Regions from separate parts of the Sus scrofa genome. Here regions 1 and 2 are each linked to region 3. The links are chromatin contacts, called in public Hi-C and HiChIP or PLAC-seq maps. All regions are on one chromosome and are shown on one strand. Each heading gives the region's core, a stretch centred on a gene start, on an enhancer-like site or on the middle of the called end of the contact. The rest is flanking DNA. Distances are from core to core; before and after follow the strand shown. Region 1 holds the start of ZNF423 (zinc finger protein 423). Region 2 overlaps ZNF423 (zinc finger protein 423). Region 3 overlaps ZNF423 (zinc finger protein 423).

Region 1 (3,392 bases), core at 398-2,897, 160 kb before region 3:
ATTATTTATGTGGCCATTTATTAAAAGTCAGCCTCCACACTAGAGAACAAGCCCCAGCAAGGAGGCACTGTGGTCCTGCTTGTTTGTTGTCTTACCCTCAGTTTGGGCACGCAGTAGGCACTCAGTGAATACATGAATGTTGACTAAACAACTAACAAAGGAATGAACTTATTTCCTGGGGGAAAACTGAGGGTTCATCTTCCCTCCCCAAAATGATTTCTTTCTTATAGGCTGATGCAAGTTTTCCCAGTGGAGAGTGTGATTCTCAAGTTATGAAAATGTCTAAACAAAGATCACAAATTCCAGATTGTATATATTCAAGTGTCATCTATTTATTTATTTAGTCTTTTTTTTTGCCTTTTCTAGGGCCACTCCCAGGGCATATGGAGGTTCCCAGGCTAGGGGTCAAATTGGAGCTGTAGCTGCCAGCCTAGACCAGAGCCACAGCAACATGGGATCCGAGCCACGTCTGCAACCTACACCACAGCTCATGGCAATGCCGGATCCTTAATCCACTGAGCGAGGCCAGGGATTGAACCCGCAACCTCATGGTTCCTAGTCGGATTCGTTTACCGCTGCACCACGACGGGAACTCCTCAAGTGTCATTTAAAACACACAGGTGTGTGTGTGTGTGTATATGTGTGTGTAGGGCAAGAAAGGAGTCATTTGGTCACTTATTGCAAAGCACCTCTTGAACAACTTTGGAGACTTTTCAGGGATACTAGTTTATGTAATTTTTTTTTTTTTTGGTCTTTTTTAGGGCCGCACCTGAAGCATATGGAGGTTCCCAGGCTAGGGGGTAGAATCCCAGCCATAGCTGCTGGCCATGGCAACACCGATCTGACCAATGCCACAACTTGAGGCAACGCAGGATCCTTAACCCAGTGGGGCAGACCAGGGACTGAACCTGCATCCTCATGGATACTAGTCAGGTTCTTAACCCACTGAGTCACAGTGGGAACTCCAGGATACTAGTTCCGAAGTCACAACAGGAGCCCTATCTTATTTTACTTTATTTGTCTACCTTGTTTTTTGTCACCCACTGCTCCTCCGGCATTTACCAGGCTGCTCTGGATGACACCTGCTTCTTTTTGAAACTCAGAGGGACACCTAATTGGGTGTGTGTCTGGGGATTTACATCCTTACATCCTTGGGTGTGGAAAGGCAGTACCTTGAGTGAGAGGCGCCTGTCCTCCAGTGAAGTTGTGACTCAGAAGGAAGATGCCCCGTTTATGTGGACAAGGTCTTATTTGTTTTCACAAACATTACCTTGTAATTTCTCTTGCATTTCCCAATGGGGGTTCCTTACAGTTTACAAAGGGGTTCCCTAGCCAGCCTCTGGGTAGGGCCGGAGCAGCCCTTCACTAGGAAGAAGAGGCGACAAGGGGACTTTTCTCATGGCGGGAGGGGCCCAGACTCCTGGGTACCCCGCAGGAAGGGAGCAGGTGGGGTACCAAACGGTATCTGAAAATGACTTTTTTTCTGGCCTCAAGTGGCCAGGCTGGTGAGAAGCAAAGCCCTTGCAGCAGGCAGCTAGCCCTGCCCTCACCCGGTGCCTCTTGAGACCCTTTCAGTAAGGAGATCCCGGATTTTTGCTGCTCTGGAATTTTCCTTAAAACAGCATATTTCTGAAAGGAGTTAAAAACGAAACAAGCTTCTAAGCGAGCAGGCCGGGCCGAAGCAGGGACGCAGGGACGAAGTGGAACTCCTTCCGCACCCCGAAAACCATCGAGCTGGGAGGCTGCAGCCAGGTCTTTTGGGGGAGGGGTGAGCGTCGGGACGCGAAAGTGTGCAACGGCGACGCGCAGGAGTGGGTCTAAAAAACTGTGCGCTTGTTTAGGACACCTAGCCTTGTGGATTCGTTCCCTTGTGGATGGCCTGTCGCCTGCCCCTCAGCCTGTTACCCCCACCTCTGGCCTCTGGGCCTTCCGCAGTTCCTGAGGGTGGAAAAAGGGCAGCGCCGCGGGTCTCCAACCAGCCCTCCCCGCTCGGTGACCCCTCCTTTCCTCCAGCAACCCCTTCCCCGCCGCGCTCCTTTTGTCCATCCCTTCTTTCTCCAGGCTCCCGGCTGGGCACGATCCGCAGTCTCCAGCCCCCCAGAGAGCCTGGGAGGGCAAGCCGCGGGCTGTTCTCCACCCCCTCCCCCTAGGAGAGGCAGCCCGCGGCGGGGGCACCCCGGAGCCGAGGCCAATCGCCCCCCTCCCCCAGCGTGTGCCATCTGCCGCCTGTCAGCCTCTCTCCGCGGGCCGCGATCCCAGGCGCCGGCGGGGGTGGGGAGCTGCCGATTCGGCCCCTCCTTCCTGGCTCCTTCCCAGGCGTCTTGTGGCCTCTGCCCTCGCTTAGGCCCTTGGCACCCCCTCTCATCATAACCCCGGCCATCCCTGAGCTGCGGGAGGCGGCTCCTATTTCCCTCCGGGAAGGCCGAGATGTCGGACACTCTCGACGCAAGAGCTGGGGAGGGCGGTGATCCTGGGGGCGGCAGCCCTAACGAGGGGAAAAGGTGGACCTCTGAGCCTGAGTACCAGTTAGGGGACGTCTCCGTCCCGGTCTCTCTAGGGATACTCGCTCTCTGCCTCCCGGTGTCAGAGTGTATGCCTCGGCGGCGTCGCGTTTCTCTGGTCGCCCGACTCTACCTCGGAGACGGCCTTGAGCGCGCAAGCTTGGTCTTCTTCCCTGAACCTGCCTTAAGGCCGATCCCTGCACCCCATCTGCGAGGGTGGCATCTATCTCTGTTATCGGTCCAGCACTGGGTCGGAACCCGGAGGCCCAGAGAGGCGAGCAAGCCGAGTGGGACCGCGAAGCCAGCAGAGTGGGGCGCGGGCGCGACTGGCAGGCCGGCTGGGGAACCGCGGGGCGCAGGCGCCCTGCTTGGGGCGGGCGCCGCTGCCCGGCCGGCCCCGGCGCGGCTCTCGGCGGGCAGCGGGTTTTTCCGTGAAAGGTTGCCCCGGGTAACTCGTCTCCGAGGGGACGCAGCCCTCCTCTCTCCAAGTGGCAACTTATCGATCCGCGAGATTGATAACCCCCAGCGCCGCACAGAGCACCCGCTCCGCTCTCCCCGCTCTGGGGCTAGCCGGCCCAAGGTGGCGCCACTCGCCCGGGGAAGGGCGGGTGGCGGGGGCTGACGATGTCGGGTCCTTCCACCCAACCTGGACTTGGCCTCTTACAGCTGGTGGGGGATGGGTAGGCTTCAAAGGAACGGTTTGGGGAGCCGCTTGGGGAAGAATTCTCCGAAGTCTGAGCCCCTTCCCCAGCGGGCTCGGAAACCCAAGCCTCAAATCTTTCCAGAGGCGCCCCCTGGTGGCTGGGGCAAAATTTGTCAAGTGGTAGCTGGTTTCTTCCTTTCAGTGGTAAGGGGACGTGGTGCTTCCGCAATATTTGGGGGCTACGGTAG
Region 2 (3,101 bases), core at 362-2,861, 130 kb before region 3:
GTGGCCAAGTCCACACGCCCCACTCCCCTCCCCCTCTCTGGCCTGCCTGGGCCTACTTCTAAAGTTCAGCTGTGGGAGAAGCAGCTTGGACAGGTTGGGTGGGAGGATGTAGCCAGGCCCTTGGGACATTTGGGGTGGCTGGTGGACAGGGCTGTACCTGCTTCCTGCTTTCTTAGGAACTGCACCCCCCCTGCACCCCGCGGGGGGGGGCAGGCCAGCCCTCTTTCTGCTAGGTGGGAGGTGCTGACGTGCCACATTTAGCGTGGGGAGTCCTTCCTTCTACCCTCACTCCCCACCCTCAGGCCCCAAGAGTCCTGCTGGCTCGGCCCAGGAATCTTGGATGCAGTGGTTGGGGGTGGGTGGCCTTGCGGAGGGAACTCAAAGATTTAAAGGGCCCAGTCCTCTGGGCCTCTCTCTGTTTCCACAAACGGCCCCTTGGGCCCAGGACATGGCCTATGAGCCTGCATGGGCCAACACTTTCCCCTGAGCTTGGGTTTGAACCCAGGGCGCATGTCCCTCCAGGGCTGGGTTTCCAGGCAGCCCTTTGACCTACGCCCAAAGTGACCAAGAGGCCCGGGAGCTGCAGGGTCCCTCCCCACCCCCTGCCCCCGCTCCTGAAATCCCTCTCCCTGGGCACTGACCCTCTGTATTCTCTGCCCTCCACCCCCTCCTGTGCAGGCTTCCTGGAACCCAGGGACCCTGGAGGTTTCTGGACCATATCGAGTTGCCTGGGTGGTGGTTTCCTTTTTTTTTTTTTTTTGGGCCATGCAGGGTGGAGGAGCTGGGAGAGAAGCCCATGATTGGGCCAGGGCCAGCCAAGGGTGGAGGCCGACTGGAGCCTGTGTCTCTCTGGGTCGAGCTCTGCCCCCCCCCCAACCCCAGCCCCTACCTCTGAGGGGCCTGGGGGCCTGGCTTCCCCTCCTTGCTGGGACCAGCCCTGTTTGGCATTTCCTGCCTCCTCCTCCCTTTCATTTTGCACCAGGCTTCCCAAGGATGCCCCTGGGCTGGGTGGGTAGTGGCGGGGGGGTAGGATTGGGGCTGTGGGCCCCACTCTTAGCATTCTCCCTGGTGACTGGGGCCTGGCTTGACCTGGCACCACCACTGTCCCCCCTGAGCCTGGGCCCAGGATGGGGTCAGCTGGATTGCTTCTCCCTAGGCTGCACCTCCTGGCTGGACTGCTGGGCTGGGCCCCCCTCCAGGTCTGAGCCAGGAGGCCAGAGCTGATGGCGAGTGGGGGGCAGGGCTCTAGGAGAGGCGAGGGGGAAAGCAGAGCCCCCAAGGCCAGGGGGTGGCGGAAGAAAGGGAAGCACCAACCCTCTGGGGGCAGAAGCCAGGAGGAAAGCCCGTTGGAGTTAATTCTGAGGCGATTTTGAGAAGCCCCAAGTCCTTGGCAGCTCTGCCCTGGCCCCCCAAGGCCCACTGCACACATGGTTTTGCTTTTCCAGGCATCTTCCCTCTGTCCCCTCCCTCTGGGTGCCTTCTGAGCTCCTAGGGCCCCTCCCCCAGTCCTCTTGGGCCCCCTCCTTCCTCCTTGACCCACTTTAGTCCCCTGTTGCTGGGGGAGGGGAGCGCGCAGCCGGCGGCTCTGATCCTGGCTGCCTCCCCCGGCATCCCTTGGGGCGGGCTCTGGATGGAGCCAGCAGGCTGAGCCGGCCCGGCCCCAGGGACTGGCACACGGCGTGCTCCGAGTGGCAGCCTCCCTGCCCCCTCCATGGACAGACAGTTCTGGACAGCTGCCCCTGCCTGGGCCCCTGGGAGGCCCTGCCAGGCCCAGGCTCCGGTTTCCCCCAGCCCCAGGGAGCTGCTGCTCCAGAAGTCCCTCCTACCGCTGCCTCCTGGCCGAGCACACTTCCCAGAGGGGCCCGTGGGGCCGGGCCAGGCCCTCGCCTCCACCCCTTCTTCTAAATCTCTGCTGGAGAGACTGGAGCTGGGGTCAAGTTCCGTGTGGGCTGTTGATCTGTGTGATGTGGGGAAATCCGCCCACCCTCTCTGGGCCTCATCGATGGGATGAAGGATTTGGACCAGATAGCTAACCTTTAGTGAGCATTTACTATGTTCCAAGAACTCAGCTAAGCATGTTACATGTGATCTCACTGTGTTGTCGAAATGATGTAAGCCTCAGGCCTATTAAAAGATAAGGCTTTAGATGTGATGCAGAAAGGGAAAGTAATTTGCTCGAGGTCACACAGGGAGTCCGTGGTGGAACCACTGGGGTTTGAACTCAAGCAAATCCTGTAAGATGAATTTCCATTGCCCTAACGTTCTAGAAGCCATCCCTATACCAGGGCCGTTCACTCTTCCTGGACTACTGCCTGGCTGTCTGAGGACTCGAGATCCTCCTTCAGGGGTCCTGCCTGAGGCCCCTGTCCCTCTGCCCTGCTCTGGTGTTGCATGGGTCCCCACCCCTGCCCCCTGCCCCGCCACAGGCTGTGGGAAGCCAAGGCCCCAGGATGCCCGCCAGCTGGGAACTCACTCCATCCTGAGGCCTGGTTCTGTGGTCCAGGGCCCTGGCCCCACGTGTGATCACTCTGTGCACAGGATGTGTCCTGGCTTCCAGCGCTGCCAACCGCAGGAGCCATGAGCCAGCGGGAATTTCTGCACGCTCCCTGCATGACCACCAGCTCAGGCCTGCGGAACCCCCTGCGAGCCCTTCCCCTCTCCCGCGTCTCATAATCTCGGCAAAACACAAATGTGCAGAACTGGGCGGCAGACCCCGAGGGTACTGCCCAAATTTGGGGAACCGTGCTTCTCTAGTCTCTGCATTTTCTGTCTTTTCTTCTTTGAGTCTTGACATCTGTCCGTCCTCTGGGAACCTTGTTATTTCACCATCATTGTCTTACTGAACAGAGGAGGGGGTGGGTGGTGGTGGAGCGGGGGTGGGGGTGGGGGTCCTGGAAGCAAAATCAGGACATCTTTTCTTATTTGCCTAATTTCCTCACTTAAACGTATCTTGTGATTAAACATTTTCTTAGCAGGCTTGGTCAGGGCTGCGCGAGTTTTCTTTTCATAAACATTGGCAAGTGAATTTAACAGCCGTGTTTGTATTAGCTGGAGGTTTCATTTGCATAGTGATTGTTCTTATGAAGCAAAATAATCACTCG
Region 3 (3,137 bases), core at 43-2,542:
CCTCGCCTGGGGCCTGGTTCTTGGGCTGCAGGGTGGGAGCTGCCATTTTTCTGTCCTCCTCCAAGTGACTTTGGCCTCATTTTGGGGGAGCCAGTGAAGTTGGCTCAGATGCTGCCACAGCCTCTGACCTCAGGGTTGAGAGCCAGAGCAGGGGGTGGGAGAGCGGCACAGGAAGAAAATTTAACCCACGGCCCAAGAAAACAGACTCCCCCCCCCCCCCAGGGGAGGCCTGGGCCGTGTGGCAAGAATCTGTAAAATTTTCACTGAATGAAGGTGGCGGTGTAACAGCATCTCCCCCAACCCAATAGCCCCCAAACCAAAGATCTAAAACAACCCAAACCGGAACAATAGAAACACCTCCTTGTGAGTCTCAAAGTGATCATTGGAAGACACCGCCTTCGGGAAACAGGGGATTGTTAACTTAGGTTCTTTAGAAAACCCACGCTATTCACCCAAAGAGATGGCAAACCTCCTTCTGGCATGAAAATCCATGTGGTTCCAGAGAGGAAGGTTGGGGGCGGGGGTGGGGGCCAAGGCGGCGTCCATCCTTGAGCTCCAGACAGATGTCCAGGGAACGGAGGCCAGAAAAACCTCCTCTGTGCAGTGATTTATTTTATTTTTTAGATCTATATGCTTTGACCACCCTTATTTATTTATTTCCAAGGGGCTATTTTTGTCTGCCCGGGCTCCTTTGTAGCAAAGCCCCCTTTTCTAGAATTTCCTCTCCTTTATTAGAGTTACAGCTCAGCTTTGTGCAGCCCCGGGGGAGCCGGCCAGCCGCTGGCAATTTCTCTCAGACACCCAATTACCCCCTGACGTCACTGCCTCCTCGCCCTGCTCCCCTGGGTGCCTGCATTTTTTCCTTTGTAACACTAATAGCTGACTAGCTAAGTGCCTGTCGGTTCCTTGGCAGAGGAGTTGATTGTGTTTTCGGCTGGATACTAAATCCAAAAACTATGTAAAAATGTCAATAGGTGAGTGCACATTGATTTTGGTTAGTCACAGTGATATTTGAGCCCCTTTGGGAACTCTGTCTGGGGAAGTATTTTACAAGAAAGATAATATAACAGAAAATTACTGGAGCTCTGCGGGTCTCTGGTGGGTTTCTTAGGGGCCTGCTAAATTGCTGTAGAATCAACAAATGCTTTATTAATCTAAATTTGTGGTTTTGTTCTTTCTTCTCTTCAGAAGGTTGGAGTTTTAATGATGCCGGCGGCGAGGCTGGGCGGCGCGGTCCGCACCTTGGCTGCGGGGCTGGGGTACCCGGGCTGGTAATGAACTCCCAGAGGATTCTGGGAGCAGGGCGGCTGTGTTCCCAGCCGGCTTCCTGGGGAATGTGGAGCAGGCGCCGGGCCCGCCGCTTGCCAGGTTGAGGTCTGTGCGAGCAGATAAAGTGAGGGGCTGAGGGCCTGGAACAGCTGTGCCGGGCCAGGCTGACTGGGAGAGGCTGATAAGGGCCCAGAAGGAGCCCAGGCGGGCGGCGTGGCACCGCCAGAAATCTGACGGGGTATCAGGACTGGCAAAGAAAGTTAAACACAGGGCCGGTTCCGGGGGATGGTTGGCGGACCTGCGGAGAAAGATAATGGTAATTGATGGAATCAAAGTCACAGCACAGCCTTGTGTTTTCTTGGCAATTAATTCCCGCCCCCCCGTCCCCAATTTCGAACCCCCTGGCATTCCCAGAGCCCAGGATGCCCCCGCGAACAGCCTGTTCGCTCAGATAATCAGCACATGCCCTCCTTGCTTTGGGGGGGTGGGAGCCGGGGCGACGCGGAGGAGAACCGACACAATTAGAGCCCGGGTTTTCAAATATATATTACAAACAAACAAGTCCGAGAAAGAAAACCCCACTGAAAAGTTAAGGATGCGTCACTCCAGGAGCTCATCTGATCTTGCTCCGGAAGGGAAGGAGGAAAATCCATGTCTTTGTAAGAGTGCTGGGCTCCTGGTCTCCTGGCTGGGCAGGACAATGTGTTGGGCCGGGCCCTGCACACACACACAGACACATACCCCCCCTACATACACACACTTGCACACACGCACTTCCCGGACGATGCTGCGGGGGGGGGGGGGGGTGAGACCGCACGCCGATAATGGGACAGCAGTTCAGGCTGCGTACAGATGCGCCCGCCAGCCTCTCCTGCGTGCGCTGCGTATGCTGCCCCCCCCCCACCCCCGCCCCTCGCCGCCCCGCAACCTTTTTTGTTCCTTGAAAGGCAGCCCTTCTCAACAATGGACCAACCAGGCTGTGGCCGCCGGCTCACGCTGCCCGCCTGCTCCGTAGGTGAGGCGTTCAGCTGGCCTTTTGTTGTGCACACGCCAGGACACACCTGCTTGCAGGGACGCGCGTGAATGCATGACGCCGCACAGCACCCACTCCTCTGCACGACGGCGGCCCGGCTTCTGGTTCCAGAGCGAGTCCCGCCGTGCCCCCAGGGAGGCCCCGGGTCGGCTGTAGGATCTGAAGCAAATAAAACACTCCAAAAATCTTCCCTGGGGCCTTTTGAAATGAAAAGCAGTGTGCAGAAAAACGGCGTGTGGCGTGTCAGTCCGGGGGTGCAAGGCATAGGCCTCCAAGTAAGGGGAATCTAAGGGAAGCGCGTGGTTCTACCCGGTGCTCGGCACAGGCACCAGGATCCTATGGGGTAGGTAGTTAGTAGTAAGGAAAGGAACCCTGCCTTTGGCAGGGGATGCTGGAGGCTAGAGGGACTTTGGTCACCTCTACTGCCACGTGTCCTGGCCTTTCCTCTTTCAGGGAGCTACCCTGCTCCCATCCCATGTCTGGCTAGGTGATATGGACTTTATCGCAAAGGTCAGGTGACAGAAGGGCCCAAGGGCCCAGGCGGGCAGGACCGAGAGGCTTCTGATCCATCAGGTCCACCCTATCCTGATTTGGGGAGGGGCTGACCTTAGGCCCAGCTGCCCTCCTCCCCCAGGACTGCCAGCATTCCTGCATCGGCCGGGGCAGCTCCCTTGAGCTTTGTTTGCCGAGCAGGGTGGGAGGAAGGAGGTTTGGAAAGGAGGCCCCCTGGTGACTCCTGAGCCATCAAAGCCTGGGACTGCACGCCTCCAGGCCCTTCAGCTCCCCTCCTGAATGGGCTCTGCAGGCCGGCAGCTGTTTGGGGGCCTGGAGAGGA

Evidence for each region. A called contact is a pair of places that touch in the nucleus more often than the background predicts. HiChIP or PLAC-seq counts read pairs in DNA pulled down with a chosen protein or histone mark.
Region 1: a contact with region 3 is called in an H3K27ac HiChIP or PLAC-seq map of skeletal muscle, with 5 times the contacts expected there. The contact joins the promoter of ZNF423 here to the enhancer-like site in region 3. A contact is called at or near these places in 7 of 47 Hi-C or Micro-C datasets (brain, epiblast stem cells, mesenteric adipose tissue and 4 more) and 1 of 2 datasets of contacts at active chromatin or transcription factors (skeletal muscle).
Region 2: a Hi-C map of skeletal muscle shows a contact between it and region 3, with 2.2 times the contacts expected there. The contact joins two enhancer-like sites. A contact is called at or near these places in 1 of 47 Hi-C or Micro-C datasets (skeletal muscle) and 1 of 2 datasets of contacts at active chromatin or transcription factors (skeletal muscle).

The regions. Positions count from the first base shown.
Region 1 is chr6:34,927,639-34,931,030 of Sscrofa11.1, forward strand. It overlaps ZNF423 (zinc finger protein 423), which reads left to right and starts at 1,648. Exons shown (of 8, transcript XM_021094227.1): 1 at 1,648-1,752.
Region 2 is chr6:34,951,125-34,954,225 of Sscrofa11.1, forward strand. All of the region lies in intron 1 of ZNF423 (zinc finger protein 423), which reads left to right. Among named protein-coding and RNA genes, the nearest start is that of ZNF423, 23 kb to the left of the region's middle. Within about 2 kb of position 1,612, at least 36 of the 83 cell types and tissues checked have an H3K27ac peak or open chromatin away from gene starts, as enhancers often do. A contact at or near this core is called in skeletal muscle, where this site is marked.
Region 3 is chr6:35,084,644-35,087,780 of Sscrofa11.1, forward strand. All of the region lies in intron 3 of ZNF423 (zinc finger protein 423), which reads left to right. It overlaps LOC110260968 (a long non-coding RNA gene), which reads right to left. Exons shown (of 2, transcript XR_002344614.1): 1 at 2,331-3,137; 2 at 1,132-1,567. Among named protein-coding and RNA genes, the nearest start is that of ZNF423, 160 kb to the left of the region's middle. Within about 2 kb of position 1,293, at least 9 of the 83 cell types and tissues checked have an H3K27ac peak or open chromatin away from gene starts, as enhancers often do. A contact at or near this core is called in omental adipose tissue, retroperitoneal adipose tissue and skeletal muscle, where this site is marked.